2 separate regions of the Columba livia genome follow, and region 2 is linked to region 1. Evidence: chromatin contacts called from public Hi-C data. All regions are on one chromosome and are shown on one strand. Each heading gives the region's core, a stretch centred on a gene start, on an enhancer-like site or on the middle of the called end of the contact. The rest is flanking DNA. Distances are from core to core; before and after follow the strand shown.

Region 1 (6,772 bases), core at 2,863-5,362:
TTCTCCACCATGTCAGCTTTTGTTGACAGCAAGTCTGCGATGACGGACACAACCTTGCCGTTTTCTATCACGGGCGTATCGCCATCCACAGAAAACTTCAAGTTCCCCTGCAATAAGTAGCAAGAAACAAGATTTTAAAATGTTAATTATTAATATGAATCAGTACCCCCCAAAGTCACCTGCTACTCAAGTCGGTAAATCTCTCAAGGTGTTAGAAGGGTGGGCCTTGCGTATCCACATACCCGCAAAGCTCCAACGCCAGGCGAAGCAGCAAAGCCTGACTCAAAGAAAAGCATTGCCACTCAGTGTCCAGCGGAGCTTTGGGAAGAAAACTACATCAAACACTTCCAGAGGTTTAACCAAACACTATCTCAAGATTCAGAGTGTAGAGGTGGGCAATGATGCGCAGTATCCAAACGCTGAGTGCAGTATTTCACCTTCACTCACCACAGAAACGCCAGGTTCTTATTGTAATGCTGTTGCCTACCTTAACGAACACCAGGATTAAGTAGCGATACTGCCGCATGAATTCAGGTCTCCTGCACCCAGCTTTGCTCAAGCCTCCACCATAAAGTGAAGCATCATCCTCTCCGCAAAACCACGGTGCTGCTGGACCTCCCTACCCCTCACTGCCAAACCCAACCGATTCCTGTTCAGAGCATTCAGCAGCTCCCAGTACTCGGTGGTGTGTCTGCTTTGGGATGTGGAATATGCAGGAATAAACGTGTTCTCCCATCACGAGTGTCCTGTTTCATCAAGGGATTTCACTCACCACTGGGAGCTGTAAACTGAAGATACTTTTCCGGCCAACGGATCTTCCAGCTGCTTCTGCAGCAGGAAAACTGGAGCACAAGTGTATCTGAGCCCTCCTGAAAACCATCCCATGGGCAGCACTCACCAAGTGAAGGATGGCGGCCACGATTCTGTACACAGTCTGAATCTCTTCCTGCTTGAAGCCAATGACTTTCATGGCATCAGCTACGGCTTTGAACTCCGCACCGTCGTTGATGGAACACTGAGGGGAAAGAGATGTTTGGGACATGAGGGGATAGATGGAAATCAGCTGTGAGAAAGCAAAGATTTTTGTAGGCGCATGGGAAATAGATTTGTACTGTGCTATTTTTCAGATGTCAGGAGATGTCTCATCTTACTCCCAAGCCTTCCCGTAAGCTTCCACTGAACCTCACACTGTATACACCAATACTTGCACCAATGAGACACACAAATCCATCGCAGCACAATTAAACAGTTCAGCACCTTCCTAGTGCAATTTATTGTGAAAAAGTAGAAGTGATTCATAAAAAGGACAGAACAACAGTTACAAGTGTTGTGGCCACAGTCCCTCTGAGTGGAAGCTGCAGAGCACCAGCAATAAATGATGAGCCTCTGTCCGCTCCTCTCCCACCCATCTGGGTTTGTTTCACTGCAGATTTCTAGAGAAACTGATAAAATTGTCTGAGAAGGTGTGAGAGTCGGTCCAAAGATGGAGCAGTATTTGCCTGACCATCGCCACCAAGGACTTAGAGGCCCTGACAGCAAGAACGCACGGACAGTGACTTGGAGAGAGGCCCGAGGAGGAACATTGTGTTGCACTGGTTTCTCCGATATGGGGGGGCTGCTGCTTACAGTGGCTGCTGTGCGGACTTTGCCTGCTGCTGCAGCCAAACCAGCCCCCACCTCCTGAAAGTGATTGTTACGAGGGTCTCTTCAACCCAGGGACAACAGCTGCTGTCCAGATGTGTTCTCACCTGCAGCCTCAGTCACACGTGTCCCCCACCTGCTCCCCCAAACAATGGCCAATGACAAGGAGCATGGCCAGAAGCTCGCCAAGGGTCCTGAGGTCACCCAATGGACCAGAGAGAGACCCCTGAATGCTGGACACGCAAGCGCTGGCAGAAGAAAGTGTGAATCTTTCGAGCCTGGGTTGTGAAATCAAGGTGGAGATTGGCCTCAAACAATGGGAGCGAGGCGGGGTGAAGAAGCATGAAAGATGAAACGAGAAGGGACACCGTTGAAGATCTTCCCAGCAGAGGATCCCGAACCACGACGGAGGAGCAGCAGGACTCCACGGGCCCGGAGAGCAGAGGGAGCTTCTGGAACTCAACTGGTGATAAACGCAACTTCATTTCTTTACTTTTACTTTTCCCCGTTTCTTTTCCCTTTTCTTACTCTCTCTCTCTATCACATGCAGCTTTATGGGCAAATTAATAAAGTAACACTGCTTGATTGAATTATAACCCCTTGGCGTTTTGGTTGCCTTAATCTTGCGCTTCGAGATCAAGGTAAAAGAACCATCACGAGTCCATCACTGAATGGACCGTGACAGAAGGTCTGTGGGTTTGTTTGCCAAAGAGCATCTAGCTCAAGAAAGCCATCAGGAAATCAGGGAGCCTGTTGTCTGGACAATGCTACGGACAACTCCAGATGGACGTAAAGTGTTCAGGATCCTGTTGTCCTAAAAACTTTTGGGTTTGTTCCCTTCTTTCCTGCTCAGAGGTCCCCCAAGAGAGGGCAGATACACAGAATGAATGCCACAGTCATTTCAATGCTCCTGCTGCAAAAAAAAAGAGTCCTTCTGGCTTTTTGGTCCAGAAAGCAGCTTAATTTACCCATTACGAAGCGTGAAGAGTCTGACACTGGTAACAGGTCAAATATCTGTGAATGCATTTACTACCAGAGGTGGTGTCTCTCCTGCTCCGTTTGCTTTCTGCACACAGACACAAGCGTAGCACACGCAAGTACACACCAGCCTGTCTTCCGGAGGCAGAGACTCCATTAAAAACAGCATAATGGTGTCACGTTTCCATACTCACACCGTAAATATTGGTCTCAGCTTTTACTAGCTCGGCAGTGCTTTAAGTATTTCAAGAAGCATTTATGATTTTAAGACAAGTTACCTCAGAGTCGCTGAGCGCACCCTCACCTTTAGCTGCGCCCCAGGACAGATGTAGTTGTAGGCAGACGCGTCCTTCTGAAGGTGCAGAGAACGTAACATCTGGTCAGAACCGCCCTGCAGGAGCTGCACAAAGAGCATTGTAAGAAAGGGTGAATAAAAACAAGTCCTTCCTTTTTGTCTTTCTTACTCATCTGCTCGACAAGCAAAATGATAAAACCCGTGAAATTGCTGCTATAGAAGAATCAGCTGCAGTAGCTGGAGTCACGAGGGGTTGAACAGATCAGAGATGCGGTTCTCAGGGACATGGGGCAGTGCCTGGGTGGGTTATGGTTGGATTTGATGGTCTTGAGGGGCTTTTCAGCTGTTTCCAGCTGTGACATGTCACAGATGGCTCTTGGCAAGGACTTCCCGACACGGAAACGCCACGTTCCCGAGAAAGGTGTTAACGTACCGGCCTGAGCGCCGGGCGAGCGGGAAATCAATAAACCAACGTCCGCTCCCCTCAGTGCGAAACCGAGAATAAAGGTTATACTAACAGGCCGATGTTTCCCCCGAAGGACGCACAGGGGAACCCCCGTACAATGTGGAAGACATTAAAAAGAACCCAAAGCAAAAAATTCAAGTCAACTTGGTGTCATAAATTACTTCCATATGGACTAAAGGCCTCCAGAGAAAATAGAGGGATTAGACTTATTACAAATAAAACAGTGAGTCAAAGTCCAATGTTCTACCATGTTTGTTTAGTTAGCCTCCTTTTAAGTTTACAAATGTGTTAATATGGGACTGGAGGATAGACAAAAATAAATCTTCTCATGCAAAGAACTAGAGGACGTAAGATCACCCAAGACGCAACAGCAAGAGAACTCTTTGTGAAACACCCAAAAGGGTGAAAGCTTGAAATGTTTTGCCTGTTGTGTCTGGGAAACTGTTAAATAGTCATTTGTTGCAGCAAAGGAATACAAACCTGGTAAAAAGAATGAAAGCTGCGTTCTCCAGGCTGCTGCACAATCACACGGGACTGGAAGGGAAGAAAACACAAGGTGGGTGTTAGTGGATGTGGACAGCCTGTTATCCAACCTTTAGATGGCCATGCGTGGGGTCACCATGGCCAGGACACCCCCAGACTTGGCCGATCTTGTAATAAGTCTGTTAGGAACAATATTTGTGAGGCATGACCGTGGAGTTTGAAGTTTAGAATCAAAAAGACCAGCTTGGGTACCAGCTACAACATCCTGCTCCAACCTGGAACCCTCGGGGGTAACCACAGAATGGCTTTCATGGAAGAGTCAAATTAAATATCATTTAGGTGAAGAGTTATTTAATAAAATGGAAGGAAAACCCCACTTCTCCAAGCCCAAGACAGGCTGGCAAACAGAACGCAGTGACCACACAAGCGACAGCTCTGCTCTGGTTTAGGGAGCAAGTGACATCTCCAACTTCAGAACGTTCATTCCCAAGCAGCGTAAAACCCCAAAACAAAACGTTAAATGCAGCAGAAATTCAGTCAACAAGCAACAGATCCTTGTTTTATGCTGTAAGTTTGAACTCCGGGGAGCTACAAGGCATGTGTTCCTGCTGCACAAATTCATTGTGTTCGGACCAGAAATGGAAAGAAATGTAACTGGATGGAAGTCAAGAATATGAAATACATGAGGGTTTAAGTCAGGGCAGCTGCGGCCCCACTCCTGCGCGTGGAAGTATCACATGTTCAGTGTTTGGGTTCGTTGTTTGGTTTGGTTTTTATAAAATAAAGTGTTTAGTCTGCAAATAGACTCCAGGGAAACAACGGGAAAGGAAAAAACACACAGAAAAAGGCACCTTAGCAGATGTGGTCAAATAGATAAATTGAAGCCAGATGCGTCCACACATGAGAACTGTCAATAGGTAAGCCCAGTTTCTCTATAGAGTTTGACATATTCCAACATTTTCTCGCAGCACTTAATGATGTGAAAGAAAAATACACGCAGGAACACTTGGAATAAATAAACCCCAAGTTACTAAAAGAAAATACGGGGCTGTGGCTTTATTCCAGATTCGCACTTCTCAAGCACATCGTTGCTACTTACGGACCTAAATATCTTCTTTATCCAGCAATGCGGGAACTTAGAAAGGAGTTTTGCAGATATTAAATTAATCTCAGCTTTTATTCCAGATACAAAGTCCATACACCTATATGCACAAAAGCTTTTGTCCCTTGGTGTGAAACCTCCAGCGTTTCAGTTACTTATAGTAACTCTTAGAGAAGAAATAACGCCCTGGATTTAAATAAGACTCCGTGCCCTCGTATACAACACAACAGACAACATTAAAAATGAACATTTTCTATTGGCAAAGCCCATCTTATAAAAATAACGACACCAAAGCCTCCAAGTCTAAAAGCGGCGTGACTTACCTTTTCTAGGAGGTAATTATTGATGTGCCCGCCGATCGGGTCTCCTTTAAAGTCAAAGTTGATGTCCATGTATTTTCCGAACCTGCTGGAATTGTCGTTGCGGTTTGTTTTGGCGTTGCCAAAGGCCTCCAGCACGCAGTTGGATTTCAGGAGGATGTTCTTCACTCTGCAGCACAAGCGGAAGGAGAACGGGGTAAGTCCAGACTTGCAGACTCAAATTAACGATGCTTTTTCATTTTCAGGCTTTTCTAGAGAATTTAGTAACAGCAGAGAGGCTCTTTGATGAGATATTTGGGTGGACGTGTTTGACATCAGCGATCCCACGGGAAATCAGCTGCGAATCTCCCGCTGTGTTCCTTAGAGCCAAGTCAATGGGAACCAAAGGCCAGATCTCCCCACTGAAAATAGCATCAAAAATTCAGTTTCTTTACATGCGTGAGATTTAAAAATCGATTTCTCAAAGTCTTTTAAAGTCATTTTCAACGCTTTTGTCGGGGTAGGTACTAAGCCTGTTCTTTGCTCAAAGCCTTTTACCCTAAGGTCGACAAGCCCATTTTGCAACATGGGAGCACACGAGCCTGAAAGGCCATGGAATACACTCAAGATGCTCTTCTAACATCAACCTATTGCAGCAAATCTGCCCCAGGAAACGCCATTTCTAGAGACTGTTTGTATTCGGAACATCTGAACTTTCCAAATATATTTTTTATGTGACCTTAGCAATCAATATTGTAAAATTCCCAGAGTAAAACAGTCTTAGCTGAAGAAGTCTGGTAAAAATCTGGTAAAAATGGTTGGGAAAATCAGCGTGTAATTAGTAGATGTAAGAATCCGGTGCTATATGTAGGTGTTTTCTCACCTCTCCACCTCGGCGCGCTGCCCCGGGTTGGTGATGGCCGCGATGTACTGCATGATGTATTTACTGGCCTCGGTTTTCCCAGCCCCGCTCTCACCTGAGGACACAGACACAAACGGGACACAACGTCCAAAAGAACCCAAAGCAAATCACTGCACGGTGTCTCTTCATTTCACCCTGAGGGCGTTTGGGTTTTGCGTTGTTCAGTTTGGGGGGTTTTGTTGTTGGTTTTGTGTGTGTTGGGGTTTGGTTGGTTGGTTTGGGTTGTGGGAATTTTTGGTTTTTTTGGTTGGTTGGTTTTAGTTTTTTGGTTGGTTGTGGGTTTTTTCATTGTTTGTTTGTGGTTTTTTGTGGAATCTTGTGTCCAGTTGTGGCCCCTCAGTTCCAGCAGGACAGGGAACTGCTGGAGAGAGTCCAGCGCAGCCACCAAGATGCTGGAGGGAGTGGAGCATCTCCCGTGTGAGGAAAGGCTGAGGGAGCTGGGGCTCTGGAGCTGGACAAGAGGAGACTGAGGGGGGACTCATTCCTGGGGATCAATATGGAAAGGGGGAGTGTCAGGAGGATGGAGCCAGGCTCTTCTGGTGACAACCAGTGACAGGACAAGGGGCAATGGGTGCAAACTGGAACA
Region 2 (6,772 bases), core at 1,729-4,228, 120 kb after region 1:
CATAGCTCCAGGGTCTGCAGGTTCTCCATGTATCCTCCATCCCATGTTGAAATGAGCCCTCCCCATCTGCCACACTGGGTGAGGATAAGGTGATGAGGACCCTGCTGCAGTCTACCAGCCCCAAGAAGAAGCAGCCCCACCATGGAACCCACAGTCATCATTCTGAAAGGGTCTCACCACCCATTACTCCAGGGTCTGTAGGTTCCACATCCATCCTACACCTCATAGCAACACCCCATGGTGCAGGGACCCCTCCCCACCTGCCACACTAGGGGAAGACAATGTCTTGGGGACCCTGTTGAGGTCAACCAGCCCAAGGAGGAACAGCCCTACCAGGAAACACAGACTCAGAGCTCTGGGAGCATCTCACCACCCATATCTCCAGGTTTCCCATCCACCCTATGTCCCATCCCAGCACCACATGGTGCAGAGAACCCTCCCCACCTTCAGTGCTCTTCCTTGCAGGGCCCAGCACTGTCCCCACCACCCAAAACCGTGACTCTGCCCCCGTACTCACTACTCCATGATCATGACGAGCTCGGCGGAGCGCTGGAAGGCCGCGAGGCACTGCACGAGGCGCGGGTGATGCAGCAGGTTCATGAGCTCCACCTCGGCCCGAGCCGCCTGCTTCTCCTTGGCTGTCCGCGTCCGGAAATATTTCCCAGCACGGATTTTGCCGGTGGCTTTTTCCTGCAGCCGGTACACTGTCCCAAATTTCCCCCTGGGACAGAGCGAGGATGAGGGACGGAGGAGCCACCACCCCACAGAGAGAGCCACCCCCAAGAGATGGGGACATGGGACTCCCACTTACTCTCCCAGCTTCTCCAGCTGTGTGTACACATCCGAAACCTTGTCCTGGGTGTTGATGACCACATCGCAGTGTTCGAAGGTCTCCTCGTCTCCTGGGAGGGATGGAGCGGGGATCCCTCATGCTCTGGGACCAGCTGCCTCTGCTTCCCTTCCAGTATCTATCCTCCCGCCCCCAGTTCCATCCAGTCTGACCACCCTCCCCACATGGTGTGGATGGGACCTGGGAGGGACACGGGGACAGGAGCTCCTGCAGCATCCCAGCACCCAGTAAATCAGGGTTTGGGGTGGAAGGTGCTTTTAGAATCAAAAACCCAAGTGAAATGGGGCGATTAAACAGTATGGGATGCAGGTTAGTGCTGATTTTGGGGGCTCACACCAAGACTAGGGTCCCCATGCAAAGCCTGTGCCTCCCCCAGGACAGACCAAGGGCTCAGCTGTACCTTCTGCCTGGGACATGTTGGTGCCACCAGCTCCTTCCTGGGTGCTGGTATGGTCAGGACGATGCTGGATGTGTCCACAAGGCTCTTGGCAGCCTGCGCTGGGACAGGGGGACAGAGACAAGCGATGTCCGTGTGTCTGCTCCCCAGAGCCCTGCACCTTGTCCCTGCCACAGGAGACCACCAGCATCTCTCCACCTCCACCCAGCCTCCTCACCGCACCCAAGAGCTGACATCTTCACAGGCACACAGACACCCAGCAAGGGGCTAAACTCCATTTTAAAGCAGGTCCCTTCTCCCCAGGCGGGGAAACCGCTTGTCAGCAGCAACTTGGGCTCAAAGCTGCTGTTTTTCTCAGGCCCCGTCTTGCATCAGCCAGGAAATCCCCAGGAAAAGGCACATTTCAAGGGCAAAGGACCTGTTTCCTTATGCACATCCCCCCCCCGCTTCATCTATGCAAAGGATACAGTGATGACACCCAAGGGTGCTGGGCAGCAGCACCCAAACCCCAACAGCCACAGCACTGACCTGTCACCGTTCTGTCCTGCCCTGCCCCAGGCCACCAGCAGGTCCCTGATCCCTCCTGGTCACTGCGGAGCCACCACAGAGCTGGGGGGGAGGAAGGGGCGATGCTGGCGGTCCAGGACCACCAGAAACACACAGATGGAGACACCTCGGGGCACAACCGGGAGCATCCCCCCCCTGCGGTGCTGGGAACAGCCCTGGCTCTCCCCTCCCTTTCCTTCCCAGCGGAGTTTCCGGACTTGAGGGGTAAACAACCACCAACATCATCACATCCCTCCCCAAACCAGGTCCAGCATCACGGTCCCAAACCCCCCAACACGCCATTTGGCACCACACAGGGGCTCAGCCAGAAAAATCCCATGAGGGGGCTGCAGAGACCTGACACACCTCAATACGCAGCAGAGAGCTCAGCCGTCCCAGGACAAATCCAGATTTTGAGCCTTCTTGGGAGATAAATCCCATCCCCAGGCACATCCCTCCCCCGCCCCACCCATGGGTGGGTTCCCACAGAGGGGCTGAGCACCCACACCTGCTCCCCCCAGCTCCACCTGCAGCCAATATCCCACCAGAGCCATCGCTCTCCCCAAAACCCGTCCTGGGCTTTGGGCTTCCCCAGGTGAGCTTGGCTCAGCGGAGCAGGTTGTAGCAAAACTCCACCAAGTTTGGAGGAGTTTTTGGAACAAAAATGGGGTTTTCCAGCATTTCTCCCCCAAAAGCGGGACTGCGCGGTCGCCCTGGCAGTGGCTACACTGCCGTGCCTCAGTTTCCCCTGCTTTAAAATGCCGTGATTCCCCCCTGGAGCTGCCTCCAGATCCGCAGATGGGGCAGTGACACCATAGGGGGACCCATCCTCCCTGGGGATCCCCACATCACGGCCCCCCCGAGCAGAGGGGCTGTCACCCTGGTGTTACCTGCTGTGCGGAGCTGGGTCTCACGGGTGATCTGGGGCTCTGCCAGCACTGGCAGACATGTCACTGTCACCGCCGCTCCTGCGCTCGGCACAAAGTCCACAGCCGCCGGCAGGGTGTCAGGACAAGCGTCCCCAGAGCTGGGGCGGTGGCAGGGCCACCACCACTGTCCCCGTGTCCTTGCCCCCAGCCGGGGGTCTCCGCGGGTCAGGGATGCAGCGGGTGCTCCCGGCGCGGTGATGCCGGCAGCGCGCTCGGCTCGGCCCGCTGGGATATCGACTGCTGGGGACGTTGGTGACAGGAGTAGGACACGGCGATGGGCTGGGAGGGGACAGGCTGGGTGACGATGGGGGATGGCTGGTCACATCCTGCCCGCGGAGGGGGACGCAGACCTGGCCTGGGCGATGGCGGCATCGCCGGCTGTGGCTCCTGACCCCACTTGGGCTCCTCGCTGGGGCAGGATGGGGACATGTGGGTGACACCGGGCTGGTCACAGTGCAGGGGGAGGGCTGGATTTGTCCCCAGTGTGCGGGGGGGTCCCAGGAGCCACTCGGTGTCAGCGTTGGCCTGATGCTCATGCTGGTGACGAGCAGTAAAAATGAGCAAAAAAAGGGCAGGAGGGGAAAAATGACCTGGAGCATCGGGGGACCAGTGCGGGGGTGGCAGCACCTGCTGTCCCCGCGGGGACACAGCGGGATCCAGCGCTCGGCCGGAGGGCGGATCCCTCGGGAGCTGCTGCCCATCCCTGTCCCATCCCTGTCCTATCCCTGTCCCACCCTCTGGCACCAGCCGAGGTGGAGACTCACACGGGGGCAGCCCGGTGACACCAGCCTGGAGTCCCTGGGGATGCCATGGTGACACCTCGGCAGCGACACGCCACCACCATGGGCTGCACCCGGGCACTCAGGGGACATGGGGCAGACTCAGGAGATGCAGTGGGGACCCGGGGACATGTGGGGACACCCAGAGGACCAGGGGACACTCAGAGGTCATGGGGACACCCGAGGGACCTGGGGACAGGCAGGGAAGCCCAGAGGACATGGGGACACGTGGGGACATATGGAGACTCGGGGGACACGTGTGGGCCCCAGGTGACCCGACCGAGGTGACCCGTGGGACGGGGCCACGCACGGGCTGTGTCGCCTGTGGGCGGGGCCGGTGCGCAAGCGCCGGGGGCGGGGCTAAGAGCGGGAGCGGGGGCAAGACCGTTGCGCAACGAGATGGGCGGGGTCATAGCGGGCAGTGGGCGGGGCCAGATGTGTGTATGCTGCGGTGGGCGGGGCCATACCCGACAGTAGGCGGGGCCAGGCCGTGGCGCGGGAGTCCGACTCTGTCGCCCCCTTGTGTTCAGGACGGAGGGGAGCAGTTCGTACTGTGAGATGGGAACTGGGAGACGGGTACTGGGGAGATGAGTGCTGGGAGATGGGTGCTGGGGGACGGGGAAATGGGTGCTGGACGGTGGGGTACTGGCAGATGGGTGCTGGGATGCTGGGAGCTGGGGTGCTGGGTGATGGATGCTGGGTGCTGGATGCTGGGAGATAGGGAAACTGGGATATGGATGCTGGGAGTCAGGTGTTGGGCACTGAGGTGCTGGGAGGTGGATGCTGGGTGCTCAGGTGCTGGAGAGATGAGTGCTGGGCACTGGGATGGATGCTGGGATGATGGATGCTGGGAGCCGGGCGCTGGGTGGCCGTGGGTGTGAAAGCTGTGCCGGTGCTGGGGGACGTGTCACATCAGCTTCGGCCTGAAGAGAAAGACAGAGCAAAGCAAACTGTCTCAGGTGACAGCGGGTGACAGGCTGGGCCTTCTGGTGCCCTGGGGACAGCACCGGGTGATGTGCGGGCAGCCAAGGGTTCCCAACAGCAGCGTGCAGGCAGATGTGCAGGCAGATGTGCAGGCAGGTGGGCCCTTCATCATGAGAAGGACATTGAAATAGTGGAGAGAGTGCAGAGAAGGGAACGGAGCTGGTGAGGGGCTGGAGCACAAGTGTGATGGAGCGGCTGAGGGACCTGGGGGGTTCAGCTGGAGAACAGGAGCTGAGGGGAGACCTTCTGATCTCTGAACTGCCTGAAAGGAGCTTGGAGCCAGGGGGGTCGGGCTCTGCTCCCCAGGAACAAGCGCCAGGAGCAGAGGAAACGGCCTCAAGTTGCGCCAGGGGAGGTTGAGGTTGGATGTGGGAACAATTTCTTCCCCAAAGGGCTGTGGGGCATTGGAACAGGCTGCCCAGGGCAGTGCTGGAGTCACCATCCCTGGAGGGGTTTAAAAGACGTTTAGACGAGGTTCTTAGTGATATGGGTTAGTGCTGGAGTTGGGTTATGGATGAACTTGATGATCCTGAGGGTGTCTTCCAACCAAAATGCTTCTGTGATTCTATTCTATGACTCTAGGGCAGGGCTGTGTGTCCCGGCCATGCCACCCGCTCCCAACCCCAGTGCTGCCCACAGTGCCCATTGACCTGCAGCAATGCCGGGACAGGCAGGTGTGGGAGCTGGGCTGGGGGCTGTTTGCCAGCGCTGGGCTCCCCTGGCTCCTCCTCTGCCCCAGCACTCGGAGTTTTGCTCAAGCTCCGGCCCGTCCCAACACGCAGCTCCCTGCCCCATCCAGCCCGGCTGCCGCTCTGCTTCACCCGCAGCAGCGCGATCCTGCGGCTACGGTGTGAAAACCCCCCTCCGACTGCAAATCCAGCCCCAAAATTGCTCTGGAAGGAGGCACCCCCGCTATGTCATGGGTTTAAACCCAGCCTGGAGTACTACTGGTTCCTGCAAAGCCTGGGGGCAAACCCAGCCCAGTCTGCCGGCCTGCGGGAGGCCAGTTCTGCAAGACGAGGGTTGTAAAGTGACAGCTGGTGTCCCCAAAATGTTCCTGAGAGGTGTGGAAAGGGACACAGCACCCAGACTGTTGGGTGCCATGAAGGGCGGGACGACCCATGGGTGGCAGATGGGTCAGTGGCTGCTCCCAGATTGCTCAACCAAACACCCCGGGTATGGAGGGGCTAAGACACAAAAACCCCCAGCACCGGCAATGTGGGGATCAGCCCTGCGCGGGGTTTCTGCCAGATCCTCCAGCTTCCCCGTCCACCCTCGACCACGGCACCGCCGGGACCTGAGCCCCCCAGCCCGGGGACCGCGGAGCCGCTCGGGACGGGACCGCAGAGCAGCAGGGGCAGTGGGGTTTTGCCTTCAGATCGTCCAGCCACCCTGCGGGCCGCTAGGGCCAAAAAATAATGGCACATTGGCAATAAATAACGGCAACCTTGCTGTTGCTCCTGCTGTGTCATGTACGAGGTAGACGGGGCCGGGCGCTGGATGATTCGGCACATGTGTGTGGCTCGGTTGTGCTGGGACGGCTCCGGGCTGGGAGATAAGTCCAGCGGCCAGCGAGGTGTGTGTTATCAGCATGTCAGGCTGCTCCCTTGCTCCTGCAAACGCCTCCATGTCCCCACCTGGAGCTCGGTTGTGGATGTTGGGGTCCCGCTATGAGGACACCCAGGGCTGTGGTCGGGCTCTGAGCCTCTGAAAGCACAAAACTGTGGGAAACGGGACACGCGGGGAGGCAAAACCCCTTGCGCCCATTGGGGACTGTCTGCTCCTCGAGTTGCCAATGTCACAGCTACCGAGACCTCGCTCCTGACACAGAAAACCCCCCAAATTGGGGATCCTGTGTTTTGTAGGGGTGTGTGGGCACCAGGAGCTCCCCGTGAACTCGGGGTGTGAGGAGCAACAACCATGTCCCCTGTGAACACCTCAACATCTCCCCCGCTGTGGATGTGGCACTGATGTCACCGGCCCCCCCGGGTCTCTGCAAAGGGGGTTTCTGTCCCCCACTGCCCCCCAAATTGTACTGGGACAGACGGAGCACAGAGGTGGATTTGTCCCCCTCCTTCCTGCCCAGATCCCAAGATCTGGCCCATTTTACACCTCCCCATCCCCTTTCTGCAGGAACAGCCAGGGATCTCCAGCACCAACCCTACAGATAGAAAATGTTCAGCACAATTAACCCCCACCCATTAAACCCATAAACATAGTGGGGTGGGGGGTCTGATTTTGAGGTTTACCAGCCCAGGAAAAACAACCTTTTTTTATTTTTCTAACA

Evidence for each region. A called contact is a pair of places that touch in the nucleus more often than the background predicts.
Region 2: a Hi-C map of liver shows a contact between it and region 1, with 3 times the contacts expected there. The contact joins the promoter of LOC102088141 here to the enhancer-like site in region 1. A contact is called at or near these places in 2 of 2 Hi-C or Micro-C datasets (crop and liver).

What each region holds. Positions count from the first base shown.
Region 1 is chr23:4,378,944-4,385,715 of bColLiv1.pat.W.v2, forward strand. MYO1D (myosin ID) reads right to left here. Exons shown (of 23, transcript XR_010467796.1): 3 at 6,148-6,241; 4 at 5,289-5,454; 5 at 3,861-3,914; 6 at 2,924-3,019; 7 at 899-1,015; 8 at 1-107. Among named protein-coding and RNA genes, the nearest start is that of MYO1D, 41 kb to the right of the region's middle. Within about 2 kb of position 4,113, at least 1 of the 3 cell types and tissues checked has an H3K27ac peak away from gene starts, as active enhancers do.
Region 2 is chr23:4,502,590-4,509,361 of bColLiv1.pat.W.v2, forward strand. It overlaps LOC102088141 (myosin light chain kinase, smooth muscle), which reads right to left and starts at 2,979. Exons shown (of 11, transcript XM_065039829.1): 1 at 2,684-2,979; 2 at 1,776-1,856; 3 at 1,251-1,343; 4 at 812-902; 5 at 518-721. The coding sequence starts at 1,266.